3 separate regions of the Mus musculus genome follow, and regions 1 and 2 are each linked to region 3. Evidence: chromatin contacts called from public HiChIP or PLAC-seq and promoter capture Hi-C data. All regions are on one chromosome and are shown on one strand. The core of a region is the stretch at or near the end of the contact, and the rest is flanking DNA. Distances in the headings are between cores, read along the strand shown.

Region 1 (4,521 bases), core at 1,513-4,012, 1.8 Mb before region 3:
TGTAAACCAGCCTTGCTGTAGACTTAGATATCAGCCTGCTTCCTGCTTCTGCTGCCATCTTTTTTTTTTTTTTTTTCTCTTCTGCTCTTCATTCCCACATGAGAACTTAAAAACTTGACAGAAGTGGTAGGGTATGCTTGTCATCTCAACACTTATGAAACTGAGGCAGGAGGATCCTAAGTTTGGGGTCTGCTTGGGCTACGTAGGGAGGGCCTGTCTCAAACAAAACAAAACATCAATAATATAGTGGGTTGGTTTTTTTTGTTTGTTTGTTTCTGTCTTTTTCACAGTGTTGTGATTGAACTCAGGAGTCTATTGTGCTATCCTACCAATGAGGTCTGTTTCCAGCTCACATAGAATTGCTTTTGCAAAAAAAAAAAAATGTTACATTTCATGCAGTGGGTTCTCAGTGCTGCCAGGCTGATAACTTATCTGAAGTGATGTGGGCATTTGAACTCGTGAGCAGAATAAGTGGGGACACTCACTACACCTCTGCTTTCTCGTTTTTTTTCTTTCCTTCCCCCTTTCTAATTTTTCAAGACAAGGTTTCTTTATGTAGCCCTGGCCATCCTGGAATTCTGGCTGTATCCCTGGCTGGCCTTGAACTCAGAGGCAGAGGCTGCGTCCGCCTCCTGAGTGGTGGGATCAAAGGCGAGCACCACCAGATCTGAGTTTCACATCTATTTTACGGATAGGAGAATAGGTGTGTTAGCTAAAGGGTTACTTAAATGTTTATTTTATTTATTTATTTATTTTTTGTGCTATGCTTTTCCAATTTCCCAAATAGACTGTAGCTTGTGTTTTTCCTATTGTTTTCAGCCCAATGAATTCTCTGGGTGAGTGCCCAGCAAATATCAGGTAGGGAGAGGGCCTGTAACTAACTATAAGCCAGCTGCATGTACAAGACAGTAGATAAACTGTTGGGCAGAAAGAAATGATTGAATAAAACATGTTCTTTTGAGGGAGGAGGAGTTAACGTAACTGACGCTTACAAAATTAGATTTACTTTATGTGTATGTATGTGCATCACATACATGTCTGTTGCCTATACAGGTAAGAAGAGGATGTCAGATTCCCTGGAACTGGAAATACAAATGGCTATGAGCAACCATGTAGGTTCTGGGAACTGAACTTGGGTCCTCTGGAAGAGGAGCCATTCACTGTGAGCAATTTCTCCAGCCCCAACAGCCACTTTGTGTAAGCTCTTGAAAATGGAAAGGCTCAGTAGTGTTGGAAGTGAGCTGTTACACAGATAAAAACCTGTTAGTTCTGTTCTGAGCCATAGCCCTCGAGTACCAGCTTCAATAAAAGGACACGTCTGGCCCTTATGTGGGTGTCACAGGTGATGTCTGCAGAGGAATAAAACACATCTTTTGATGAGAGACCTTTGCCCATGTCCACAGTCAAGGTCGCTGAGTTCCACCATCACTGCTATTTGCTCTCTGTCACACCTTACAGAGCCAGCTTCTCTCTCTCTCTCTCTCTCTCTCTCCCTCTCTCTCTCTTTCTCTCCCTCTCTCTCTCTCAGATTCCTTAGGTTGTCTTGTGTGTTTCTCCAGGCTGGACTTGGGGGTTGACCTAGTTTTCATTCCCTATCCCTCAGCAGTCTGAGACACATTTATTCCTCTGTAGGTTCCCCTGTCTGCCCTTCCCTGCTTGCTCATTCTTCTATTTGATCTTTGAAAAAACAATGTTTCTGTTTGCTGGGACTGCCTACAGCTCACTATCCATCCACATGCTTGTGCAACCATTAAAATAAGTCCTTTAAACTAAGTTAACTTCAGGGTCTGTGGGCTAGGGGAAATGCTCAGGGATAAGTGCTTAGCCGGCATGGACCTGGGTCCGGGCACGCACATGGCTCCGGGTTCTACCTCTAGCACCCAAACCAAACCAACTCACTCTCCAAAGTTGTCAACAACTCAAAGAATTTGTCTACAAAAATGTCATATGAAGAAGTCAGTAATCCTACCAGCAAATGGTAATTTTACCTTACTAGTACTTTAAAATATAGCATACATACCTGGACCGTGTATGTCTCTCTGTTAATATTTTAGATCGTGTTTCTGGAAATGGGATAGGTTTTCTGTAATCCTCCTTTCTGAAAACATCCCTCTCTTTTCTGCCCATTCCTTTCAGAACACTTGTGGCTGTGCTACTCAGACTTTATCCCTCAGAGCACACCCGCAGTTAGCAGAGGAGCTGTGGTCACTTTACACACCAGTGAATGCTAGCCCTGGGTTCTCCCGAATTCATCCTAGCACTTGCGAGTCCTGCCCGCCACGTGCAGTTAGCATTCTGCGGACCCCAGATCAGTCTGATTACTGACCACCCTGTACATCCTTTACCCGATGGGCTCATCTGGCAGCATCTTACGCTGTGTTTTTAAAAAAGTGGCTCAACAGAATTCACACTCGGATTATCCTTAAATTCACAAATTTAATAAAGGGGCGACCATCGTCACAGTCTAATTATAGACTTTTTCCAGTTCAAAGAAACCTGTGCCCAACAGCAGCCCTGGACGCAGAGGCCATCATGGGGACTCTACACCAACGGGCGTGTCCCGCCTTGCGCCTGTAACTTGCTGCCGTGGTGGGCCGGCAGAACCTGTGTGTCACCCCCGCCGCACAGCGCGCGTGGGCGAGGGGTCGGTGGGGGCGTGGCCGGCGTGGCGTGCCCGGGGGTGTGGCCGGCGCGGCGGGGGGCGCAGGGGGCTCGGTGCGGGGGGGAGATCCGGGGGCGCCGGCGCGGCGCATGCGCGCTGCATTGTTTTGACTGAAAATGCCGTCGGTTTCGAAAGCGGCGGCGGCGGCGCTGAGCGGGTCCCCCCCGCAGACAGAGAAACCAACCCACTACAGGTCAGTGCCTGGGCTGCGGTCCGTGGCCTTCTGGGCGCTGCGGCGCAAAGCAGCGGCCCGCGTGCGCCACGGGCCCCGGTGTCGCCGCTGTGGGTGCGCCCCGCCCGCGCCCGCGCCCCCGCCGCCAGCTCTTGCGGGTCACGCCGTCCAGGCGCGGGCCGCCGCCTAAGGTGGAGTGGCAGCGCCCAGGGTTTTCGGTGACCCCTGGCTTGGGGGCTGGACTTGCTCCTGGTCTCCGGCGACCCCGCGCGCCAGACTGGAGTCTGGGGAACAGCGCCTGCGTTCGTAGCTCAGGGCCGCGCCTGGGCTGGAGGTGGGCGCACGGCCATCCGGACTCGAGCAGTCGCTGCCTGAGGTTGAGAGGCGGTTCCGGGGTCTGGGGTGACCTCTGGGCTGGGGGCGGAGCCGCACCTAGAGTCCGGTGGCCGCTTGGTTGTGAGCCCGGGGGTCGTTTCTGCGGCGCAGAAGAGGGGTTGCGCCTGGTGTGGGCGGGTGGCGCTTGCAGTCCATCTGGAACCTATGAAGGTAGTCGAGCGGGAGACCGGGACTGAGGATTGAGAGGTGGCTCCAGGGGTCAGGGACTAGAAGGGGGCAGAGAATGGAGTGTACTTCTGTAGAGTTACCTGGGATCAGAGTTGGTGATGGCCTGCTAAGAGGAGGTCTATGCCTCGTGTCCGGGAATCTTCTTATCTGGGGACTGGGAAGTGGTATTTGGGGTCAGGGAACGGAGAGTCTGCCTGACTGGAGTTACCTGGTCTCCGAGTTGGGAAGTGACACCCGGGGTGCTTTTAAAAAAGGAGGGTACCGGGCCATGGCAGTCAGGATCGCTCAGTGTGTGTGTGTGTGTGTGTGTGTGTGTGTGTGTGTATTGCCGGGGGTGGGGGATGCTTCTCGTCTGGGACCCTGCCCCGCCGCATCCCAGGGGCCTCCAGCCGGCGGTGGCTGCGGCCCGCAACGCTGTTTGTCTTTTTAGGTATCTAAAGGAGTTTAGGACAGAGCAGTGCTCCCTGTTTTTGCAGCATAAGTGCAGCCAGCACAGGCCGTTCACCTGTTTCCATTGGCATTTCCTAAATCAGCGTCGTCGCAGACCGCTCCGACGACGCGATGGCACCTTCAACTACAGCCCGGACATATACTGCTCCAAGTACGATGAGGCCACCGGCCTGTGTCCCGATGGTGATGAGTAAGTGGGGTTCCGGTGGGTGGCTCATGGTCTTTCCTCAGGATTGGTGTTGACTCTCTGATCAACAGGTTTTTGAGGTTTCTGGTTTTTTGTTTTTTTGAGACAGGGTGTCTTTATGAAGGCCTGGCTGTCCTGAAACACTGTATGTAGACCAGACTGGCCTCAAACTCATAGTGATACCTGTCTTGGCCCCTTAAAGTGCTGGCATTAAAGGTGTATGCCACTACACTGGTCTCCTTGCTTCTTTTTAACACCCACTACCTGTAGAGGGAACCTCATTTTTATTCAAGACTTCTCGGGGTCAGTAGAGTAGTGTGCTTGAGGGGTTCCCTGTTTGTAGGCTAGTTTCCTAAAAGATGATGTATGTGTGTTGTAGGTGAAAATCTTTGGTAATTCAAACTGATTTTGATTCACTTACCACCCCACCCCATCCAATGCTCTACTTTAAAACTGGCCCATGTTTTGCCAGCCATCTGATTTAAA
Region 2 (4,785 bases), core at 1,216-3,715, 1.1 Mb before region 3:
GCTGGAAAGGGCCCCAGAGGGCAAGTGCTGCACCACCATGCTGAGCCCTGCCCAGCTTCTGCTTAGAGGCCGTGGTTATATAAGACCAGGCTCTGTAGGGGAAAGGGCACTAATCCCAGAGTGCACCTGTATCCACTTCTAGGCCCACTGCCTGCTGCAGCACCAGGCCATAGTGCCCCATAGACATCCTCTCATGTACTCTCCTACCCCCTCAAGGTGACCGGTCACTCATCTTTCAGCCTGGGATCTCCCTGCCTGTGACACACAGCGAAGGGCATCAAGATTCAAAATCAATATTTCAAGATTTAGCAGTATTCTGACCCCAGTACTCCCAACCTTGACTCTGTCCCAAGGCTCTTCTGCCCAGTGGTCCCTGAACATTTTCTCAATCTGCTCTTGGTGGGGTAGGTGGTAACATGGTCGCATCTCAAGTCTCCCCCATCTGTCTCTTGCCGCCAGGAGAAAAGAATATGTCAGAGGCACAGGCCTGGCCACCATAACTGGCAGCACCCATGCCTAGCCATTTAGTGGGTTGAAAGCTTCATGATTTTGCCCCACAGCAGCAGGAGAATGACCAGTGCCTCCTGTGTTCCCTGATGCTGGTGGACATGGGTGACTGATGGGTGGCCTTGAAAAGACAAAGGACTAGAGGTAAAATTCCATGTGAAGGTCCTATTGGAGATGGGAGTTCCCAGCCCAGGAAAGGGCCACCTCAGAGGACATAGGGAAGACTCCTTAGCCTATCTCCTCAGTTCCCAGAACTCAGGACAGGAAACCAATCTCCCGGGCGTCAGGTGTTCTCCCTGGTTGCTGACAGATGAGTCCAGGCCTTCACATCAGCTTATCTTACTGAAGCCTTTTTAGAGGAAACACGCAGTGTGGTGTCTCTTGCAACTCAGCATTCTGGAGAGTGTTACTACCTTCTCCTCTTCCTGGACACTGACCCAAATATTGCCACAAGCCTGTCCGTGTTGTCCCCCAACAATAAGGACTTTAAAAGGTGTTTTCCCGCCGGGTGTGGTGGCGCACACCTTTAATCCCAGCACTCGGGAGGCAGAGGCAGGCGGATTTCTGAGCTCCAGGCCAGCCTGGTCTACAGAGTGAGTTCCAGGACAGCCAGGACTACACAGAGAAACCCTGTCTCTGGGGTGGGGGTGGGGGGTGGGGGGTGGGGGGGGTGTTTCCCAGGTAGAGATAGGCCAGTCACCAAGGCAGCTCCAAACTCCCTGTCTGGGTAACCACTTTGTGGTTATACATCTGCACCATAGAGTTCTCCCAGAGACATAAGGGCAATAAGGACATAAACCGATGTCATACGGATGTCCCCTAGGGCAAACACAGGCCACACAGGCATCTCCTACCTATAGCTTCCGAAGCCTAGTAGCTGAGAGCTAAGAGGGGTGGAGCCAGCCACACAGACTCCCCTGCTGAGACGAGTCTAACTCTTGGCCTCCCTCGAGATTGTGGTCTCTTTGGTGCTCTCTCTTAACCGGTTCACATGCCACCTCTACCAGAGTAGAGCCTACATGCCTGCAGAGTCCAGTCTACCGATACAGGAAACAGTAAATGGAGCCAAAGAAGTAAAAGGTTCAGCCTTGGTTGAGTGGGATCACTTCCAGGTCACACTGGCTGAAATCCAAGTAGCTAGGGCTGAACTTCCCTAGACACATTGCGGGTTAGGAAAATCAGAAAACTCTTGGAACCCACAGGCGCGGGCAACTGCTGGGGAGGAGGGCTCCAGTGTCCCAGGGTGTTAGTGAAGGGCAGGGACCTGATAAGACCAGCGGGAACACGTGCGCTTCTTCTGCTCTGCAAGGACAGGGCCTGAAGTCCTTGAGAGCCAGGGCCTTGGGCAACTTTCCCCAACTTTGACCTCGACCACTTCCCAAGGGGTCCAAGTTAGCGGCCCAAGGTCACCAGGTCCCTCGGTTTTGAGTACTTGCGGTCCTTGACAGGCGGGATTGGTCGGAAGCCCTCAAGGCTCCACGTGGCCACCAGGGTCCACTCAAGCCAGCTGGGCCCAGAAGTAGCCGGCGAGCAGAAGTGCACGAGTTGCCTGCGCCCCGCCCCCTGCCCACCAGGACGCGTGGTCCCCATCAACCTTCTCCAAGGTCACCCTCGTGCCCGGCGGCCTGGCTCACCTTGCAAGGGGCCAGGGTCCCTGAGTCTGTGCCGAGGGCTGCAGGTGCGCGGGTAGCGCGGTCGGCGGCACCGGCTGCCGGCATTTCAGGAGCTCGCCAAGCCTGCTCTCCACCTGCTGCTGTGTGGGACCTGCGGGCCGGGGCGGAGGGCGCTGTCAGCCGCCGCGAGCCAGCGGTCAGGACGTCCCGCCTGCCCGCCCGCCCTGCGCACCTGTGCGGCGCTGCGCGACCAGCTTGCTGGGCCCCTTGGTGATAGTGTACATGGTGCGCCGTCCCGCCCGCCCCTGGCAGCGGCCAGATCAGGCACCCTCCACCAGCTTCACTTTGCGGTCCCAGAGGCTCGGCCCCTTTAAGGAGGGAGGACGGGCAAAGGGGCGGAGCGACCCACACACGCCCCCTGCCCTTAAAGGAGCTTCGCCTACTTGGTAGCCTTCCCAACCCTTTGGAAAATTGGCCAAGTCACTAAATTTGAGCTAAGAACGGGTTGTACTCGCCAAGGGGTATGCCATCTCTAGACTGGAGCGTGCATGTGCGAGTGTGCATGTGTGTGCTTGTGTATCTGTCTGAGATTTCAGAGAGAGAGGCTCTTTCAGTTGAGGAGGGCCCTTTGTGTACTAGGGTAGTGCTAGGGACCCTGAACAGTCTCTAAAAACACCAGTATTCCAGCTCATATTTGAGACACCACCACCACCCAGCCAAGTGCCTGGACAAGCCTGGATTGTTGGGGATCACTGTGTCAGGAGTCAGCTTTAGAATGAGTGCTCTAAGAGTGTTTAAGTAGATCTAAAGTACTGTGGAACCAGAAGACCAGGAGAACACAGAGCCCTCAGGGGGTACCCTATTCCTAAAGTACTATACTAACCGCTCTTCAATTCATGTCCTGAGCCTTTTCCCCAACTACTGGGGAAGCTGGAAATTAGGTCTGTGGGGAGAGCCACAGGGTTTCCCAGTACAGCCTGGAAGGAGGAAGAACCCAGCAAGAGTGGAAGCAGCCTGACCCCCCCCCCGTACCCCCCCCCCCCGCCCCCAGGTCTCCTTTTTTTGCTGTTGGTTTTTTGTTTGGTTTGGTTTGGTTTTTTGAGACAGGGTTTCTCTGTGTAGCCCTGGCTGTCCTGGAACTCACTCTGTAGACCATGCTGGCCTCAAACTTAGAAATCCGCCTGTCTCTCCCTCCCGAGTGCTGGGATTAAGGGCGCGCGCCACCACTGCCCGGCGTGATGTGAAGTCTTGAACTGTATCTGCCAAGACTTGTGCTGCCCCTGCCACCAACACCTGGCCTTAAGGTTCCTATTGTCATATTTGAGGAGGGTCAGTCTGCAGGCACTAGGGACTAGGGGAGGCAGGTCTGTCAAGTCTTGGACCACTTAAGCAAGACGAACAGTGAGGAAGGAGTGAGGGTGGGTAGCTGGTCCACCTGAATTCCAGAGTATCTAAGGAACTCCAGGGGACTTTTATCCCAGGTGACCAAGCCTTCATTCCTTTGGCCCTGGGCCTTTGGCCTTACATTATGCAGAGCGGGGCTGGAGAGTGAAAGGCCTTCTCCAGCTCTGAGAAGACTGTTGAGTGTACTAGGGAGGCATGAGACATCTCACTCATGTCTAGTTGATGAGCCAGTGAGTTTATTGCGGTTACTTACTGGAGCATGGGTGACTCTCACTATGTCACCAAAAAGCCCACCACAGTATAGGTGACAGCTCATGAGTGCTGATCCTGGGAGCTTCTTTCCCAACCCTACTTAAGAGTCCCCTCTCGGGGCTGGAGAGATGGCTCAGTGGTTAAGAGCACTGACTGCTCTTATAGAGGACCTGAGTTCAATTCCCAGCAACCACATGGTGGCTCACAGCCATCTGTAATAAGATCTGATGTCCTCTTCTGGTGTGTCTGAAGACAGCCACAGTGTACTCATATTAAATAAATAAAAAATCTTTAAAAAAAAAAAGTCTCCTCTCAGCCGGGTAGTGGTGGCAGCACACAACTTGGGAAGCAGAGGCAGGCAGATTTCTGAGTTCGAGGCCAGCTTGGTCTACAGAGTGAGTTCCAGGACAGCCAGGGCTACACAGAGAAACCCTGTCTCGAAAACAAACAAACAAACAAACAAACAAACAAAGTCTCCTCTCTCCTAGCACTTGGCACCTGGTTATATAGCACCTGGGAATTTGAATCTTGAGGTTTTCCTGAGCTTCACAAGTTTCATATCGCCTTCCTAAGTCTTAAGAGCTTCCCTCCTTCAGAAGGAAATGTTTCAATCTGCTGGTACCAGGCCTGTGACTGCAAAGGTGAGTGTGGATCTGGGAAGAGAGTTAAGGCCTGGAGTTGTACCGAAAGAAAGAAAGAAAGAAAGAAAGAAAGAAAGAAAGAAAGAAAGAAAGAAAGAGTGAGTCTTGGAGCTGAGACGAAAGGATGGACCATCCAGAGACTGCCCCACCCGAGGATTCATCTCATAATCAACCACTAAACACAGACACTATTGCATATGCCAGCAAGATTTTGCTGAAAGGACCCTGTCTCTTGTGAGGCTGTGCCAGTGCCTGGCAAATACAGAAGTGGATGGTCATTGTCTTCTATTGGGTGGAACACAGGGCTCCCAATGGAGGAGCTAGAGAAAGTACCCAAGGAGATGAAGGGGTCTGCAACACTATAGGTG
Region 3 (5,025 bases), core at 841-3,340:
TGCCCCCCCTTGTTATGGGGAGGGGACCCCGGGTGAGGGGGCCCTATTACCCCTTGATTTCTCAGGAGCGTCTGGGGGGGCTCAGCACGCACAAACTCCTTCTCCTCTTTCCACTCTTACATTAACTCTCCCCACCCAGAACCCAGATGGGGTGGAGGGGGCCACCGGGGCAGGGAGGGGGCGGCAAGGGGGGAATGGGAGTTGCCTCCCCTTCTTCCCACACCTGATCTGCTCTTGGCTGGTCCCAGAGCGGGGTGAGGGGGCTTATGCCCCCCCCTCCCCCAGTGTGTTGGGTGGGGTGGAATTGAGGTTTGGATGAGGGGGTTAGGGTATAGGAGGCCATGTGTGTTGGGTTGTGGAGGGACAGACTAGCTGATCTGCCCTACCCTGACATGCAGCCAGCCCTCTACCCCTTCCCTCTCTTGTCTCTACTCCCATGGGGAGGGGGGAACTTACTCTAGGAAAAGCCATGTCTCTCTCCCCCAGGATGGGGGGACCTGTGTTGGAGGATGGGTGTTTGGGGGCCCCCTTACATGACTCTGTCCCCTGGGGGAGGTAGGACAGGGCTGGGCTTCCCTCTCACCCTCACCCTCACCCAGTCTCCCTCCCTCCCGCCAGCTCCATGCTTTTTCGGTGTTTTTCTGTACATAGCTCTCTGGCGGTATAGGGGAGGTAGGATGGATGGGGTTTGGGGTGGGTAGGCCATGGAAGGGGAGAAACCCCTCCCGGGTACCCCCTCTTCTCTGACTGCTGCCCCCTACCCAGCCTTGTCTCTTCACTCCTTGCGTTTGGTATTGAGAATTCTTCCCAGACTCCAGACTCGATCTTTCTTTTGTATGGACAGCTCTCCTTCGGTCTAACCCTCTACATACACCCACCCAGCCGGGGCCAAATTTATACTTATATAAAAGTTGTAAATATGTGAAATTTTATCCCATGCCCTTTCCTCTGCTTTCCCCATCAGGCCTTACCCTTGAACCTCCTCCCTCCTCTTTGGCTGTTGTAATTATCTGGGGTTTGTACTGTACATAATTGGGGAGGGGGGCTGGGAGGCGACCCCTCTGTACAGAGCTTCCTGGCTCCCTAGCCCCACCCCTCACTTCCCTCCCCACCCACCACCTTAAGAGTAGGGAGAAGATCTTCTTACTCTTTTTTTTTTTTTTTTTTTTTGCTGTTTGTTTACTCGTTCTCCTTCCTGCCCCTGCTCCCAGACTCTTGGTCCCCCACCACTGCCCCCCCTTTTCTCCCACTCCCAGGCCCATTTCCTTTTTTTTTTTTTCTTTTCTTTTCTGGAGTGTGTGGTGAAACAGAAAAATCATGTTTAATAAACGGAGATTGTTCTTTTATCACTGGGCTGACTTTTATTTATTTTTGGATTTTCAAGACAGAGAGTCTCCTTGTGTGGCTCTGGCTGGCCTGGAACTCTGTAGACCAGGGTGGCCTTGATTGAACTCAAGAGATCTGCCTGCCCCTGCCTCCAAAGTGCTGGGACTAAGTGCTGCCTCCCCCGGCGTTGGGCCGACTTTTTAGCCCGGGGTCTCCAGAACGACCTGAAGGGTGACAGGGACTACTTTTGGAAAGAACAGTCCTCTTACATTACACACTATACCACCCAGTCAGGAGAACAATATATACCGCAGGGTCTTCCTGGTGAAACTCACACTCCCGCTCTCTCTCCGCCGCAGCACTGGACTCGCTTTAGCGCCCCAAAGACTCCAAGTGCAGGGTCTGTGCAAGACCCTCTTGACTTAGGGCTTAATTGTGAGGACGCTCCTCTGCGAAATGGAGGAAAGGACCCAGGTCCTCAGCAAGCGTGCGCTCCAGACTTCAGACCCGGTTGTCCCGCGTGCACGCGGAGGGCAGCAGCACCTACCTCGCGCGGCGGGACGAGGGAAGCAAGCCTTACTGCGGAGCCCGTGGCTCCCCTCACTGCTACTCCAGAACTGAGGGAACCGCCTTCCACTTCCGCCGCCCTCCCCAAGCCCCGGCCCTCCGTCCGCACAGCCAATGAGGAGACGGCTTGTAGGCTGCCGCTCTCCCATTGGCTGCAGAACTGGTCCCGCCCTCCGTGCCTGGCCGCATTGGCGTCCGGCGGAACTGCGGTAGCTTCCGGCCGGCCAGGCGCACTGGCGGTTGAGGTGCTCCGACGCGGTCGCGCGTGCGGTGGGGGCGTGTCGGTGGGACGTCGCGGGGCCGGAGCTCACTGAGCCGGCCGGAGCGAGCACGGTGAGGAGGGGCGAGCGGTGGCGGAGGGCGACCGGAGCCGGCGAGGTGGGGCGCCATCCCTTCCCTCCTTAGCTTCCGCTGGGCCTGGAGGTGTAAACCCTGGTGTTTTGTTGGGTTTCCTGGTGGGCGGAACTAATATACAGAAGCTTGTCACCGAAGAGTTTTCAAGGGTCGGTGGCGAGCGGCTTGAGACAGGTCTCATACCCCGAACTTGTGTGACCCCAGTCTCTTTCCTCCGCAGCCTTCACCCCGTATAGAACCCTGCACTGCCCGACTCCCCGGGATTTATTTCTCTTCCCGAGGTAGCCATGGATGCTTCGACTCCTTTGCCTCCCGCATCCTCATCTCCGAGATGCAACCCAGCCCCACAGACAATCCACATTGAGTTCCCTCATCATAGCTCTTCGCTGCTGGAATCCCTGAACCGCCACAGGCTGGAGGGAAAGTTCTGTGATGTGTCCCTCCTGGTTCAGGGCAGGGAACTTAGGGCTCACAAAGCAGTGTTGGCTGCTGCCTCTCCTTACTTCCATGACAAGCTGCTTTTGGGGGATGCGCCCCGACTGACTTTACCGAATGTCATCGAGGCCGATGCGTTCGAGGGACTGCTTCAGCTCATTTATTCAGGAAGCCTCCACCTGCCGCTGGATGCCCTCCCTGCCCATCTCCTTGTAGCCAGCGGCCTTCAGATGTGGCAAGTGGTAGATCGGTGCTCAGAGATTCTTCGAGAACTAGAAACGTCTGGTGGGATTTCAGCCGGTGGAAGAGCCTCCAGCCTCACACTTATTTCCACAACATCTTCAGGAGGCTGGTGCATTCGCTCTTCCCCTTTCCAGAACCCAGTACGCTCCTCTGCTTCTACAGAGAATTCTGTTCTCCCTGAGAGCCCCGCTGGAGGGGAGGGGAGTGAACTAGAAGGAATGTTACAGATTCAGGTGAAAGTAGAGGAGGAAGAGGAGCAGGGGTCAGCAGCTCCACTCTTTCAGACTCCTCAGCCGGAGAGAGTGTCGGGAGGGGTTTCCCAAGCTTGTGGATCCCACCCATTGCCTACACCTGCTCTTCCCAGCAAGCCTTCAGAGGATGAGAGCTCAACAGTAGATCCTCCTGCCCCTCCTGTACAAGCTTCCCAAATCTTATATGTGAATCAGGAAAACGTTGAGTGTAAGGAGGAGATAGCAAGAGGCACAAAGGAAAAGACCAAAGTACTATCTGGAGAGGACTCTGAGGAGAAGGAGGAGCTGAGATACTTGCTGTCCTCAGGAGGAGGGGAATCGTCTGGGGCAGGAGATCCATCGTGGAAACCAGTGGATCTTCATGGGAATGAAATCCTGTCAGGGGATGGAGGACCTGGAGGAACAGGGCAGGCTATGCATGGGCCTGTGAAGCTAGGAGGGACACCCCCTGCAGATGGGAAGTGCTTTGCTTGCTTGTGTGGAAAACGGTTTGCAGTAAAGCCGAAACGAGACCGACACATCATGTTGACGTTCAGCCTTCGCCCTTTTGGATGTGGCATCTGTAATAAACGTTTCAAGTTGAAGCATCATCTAACAGAGCACATGAAGACCCATGCGAGAGCTCTGCATGCGTGTCCCCATTGTGGCCGTCGATTCCGTGTCCAGGCCTTCTTCCTTCGCCACCGGGACTTATGCAAGGGCCAGGGCTGGCCCACTTACCACTGGACTTACAAATGACTACTGGTGCTCTCTAGTGATTTCTAGGACAAGATAGCCCCTGCTGCTGCTGGACTCTTACCTTCACCACCTCAGTCCTGGATTGTATAATCATTCCAAGAGATTATATATATTGTCATGAACCCCTTACTCTTGGGTATGGGTCTCACCCTGGTAGTCCAGGTTTAGACAGACTTTAGAAAATCATGCTTCTGGTCACTTAACCTAAATGGCCCTTTTTGTATTGATAGCCAGTGAAGGAACTGCTGAGCTCAGATTAATGAGAGAGGAGTTGGGGCATAGTCACCCAGTAACTCTTAACTTCATCTTCATGGGGGGGAGAGGGAGCTGGTCTCCAACTAGGAATGCATTTGATTCAGAGCTCAAGTAATTGCCAGACTAAGGTCTGAGCGGCTTCTCCCTCCCTGTTAGCAGTATTCTGTTTCTGTACTTTCTGTCATTTTCCAGATGCTTTTTAGGTTCTCACCAGTATACACCTTTCCCAAATATCCTTTTAAAAATACTTGAGTGGGGCTGGAGAGATGGCTCAGTTATTAAAAGCACTCTGCTCTTCTAGAAGTCCTGAGTTCAATTCCCAGCAACCACATGGTGGCTCACAACCATCTAAAATGGATCTGATGCCCTCTTCTGGCATGCAGGCATACATGCAGACAGAGCATTCATACATTTAAGAAAAATGTATTTGAACATGCAACAAGTGTGGTGCACACATTTAATTACAACACAGAGGAGGCAGAGGCAGGTGGATCTCTTCTAAGTTCAAGGCCAGCCAGGGCTACACATGGTGAGACCCTATCTTTAGGGGTAAAAATAGTACTTGAGCACTTTAGCAAACTGAGCATTTCATATTCTATTCTGAAAGTCCATAGTAGAGTGTATTCCCTCAGCAGCCTTCACCTTGTCCGCCTTTCACTACCACTGATAACTTGCTTATGATCACAATGACAGATATGACCCACGAACTCAGGAGATGGCAGGTGACCTACAAAGCTCTCAGGGTGGCATTTGCTCTCTGAGCAGATCGCCCTGCTTAGAGGAACTCAGGGTTGAAACCACACGTGGTGAAGTCTGCAGAGGAGCTACAATGGGACCGTACTGCTTTCTTCACCCA

Evidence for each region. Promoter capture Hi-C pulls out the DNA fragments that hold promoters and counts their contacts. HiChIP or PLAC-seq counts read pairs in DNA pulled down with a chosen protein or histone mark.
Region 1: a contact with region 3 is called in a promoter capture Hi-C map of liver, with 2.8 times the contacts expected there. The contact joins the promoter of Unkl here to the promoter of Zbtb9 in region 3. A contact is called at or near these places in 2 of 39 promoter capture datasets (cranial neural crest and liver).
Region 2: a FOXA1 HiChIP or PLAC-seq map of pancreatic cancer cells shows a contact between it and region 3. The contact joins the promoter of Mcrip2 here to the promoter of Zbtb9 in region 3. A contact is called at or near these places in 9 of 39 promoter capture datasets (the 3T3-L1 cell line, the C10 cell line, embryonic stem cells and 6 more) and 1 of 115 datasets of contacts at active chromatin or transcription factors (pancreatic cancer cells).

The regions. Positions count from the first base shown.
Region 1 is chr17:25,185,638-25,190,158 of GRCm38.p6, forward strand. It overlaps Unkl (unkempt family like zinc finger), which reads left to right and starts at 2,763. Exons shown (of 15, transcript NM_001197024.1): 1 at 2,763-2,855; 2 at 3,829-4,038. The coding sequence starts at 2,779. It overlaps BC003965 (cDNA sequence BC003965), which reads left to right. Exons shown (of 2, transcript NM_183150.2): 2 at 1-2,025. Gm52286 (a long non-coding RNA gene) reads right to left here and starts at 3,833. Exons shown (of 2, transcript XR_003952239.1): 1 at 3,479-3,833; 2 at 2,417-3,372.
Region 2 is chr17:25,866,273-25,871,057 of GRCm38.p6, forward strand. It overlaps Mcrip2 (MAPK regulated corepressor interacting protein 2), which reads right to left and starts at 2,466. Exons shown (of 5, transcript NM_026633.3): 1 at 2,353-2,466; 2 at 2,142-2,271. The coding sequence starts at 2,404.
Region 3 is chr17:26,971,089-26,976,113 of GRCm38.p6, forward strand. Zbtb9 (zinc finger and BTB domain containing 9) reads left to right here and starts at 2,091. Exons shown (of 2, transcript NM_001005916.2): 1 at 2,091-2,226; 2 at 2,468-5,025. The coding sequence starts at 2,535. The coding sequence ends at 3,914. It overlaps Syngap1 (synaptic Ras GTPase activating protein 1 homolog (rat)), which reads left to right. Exons shown (of 19, transcript NM_001281491.2): 19 at 1-1,346.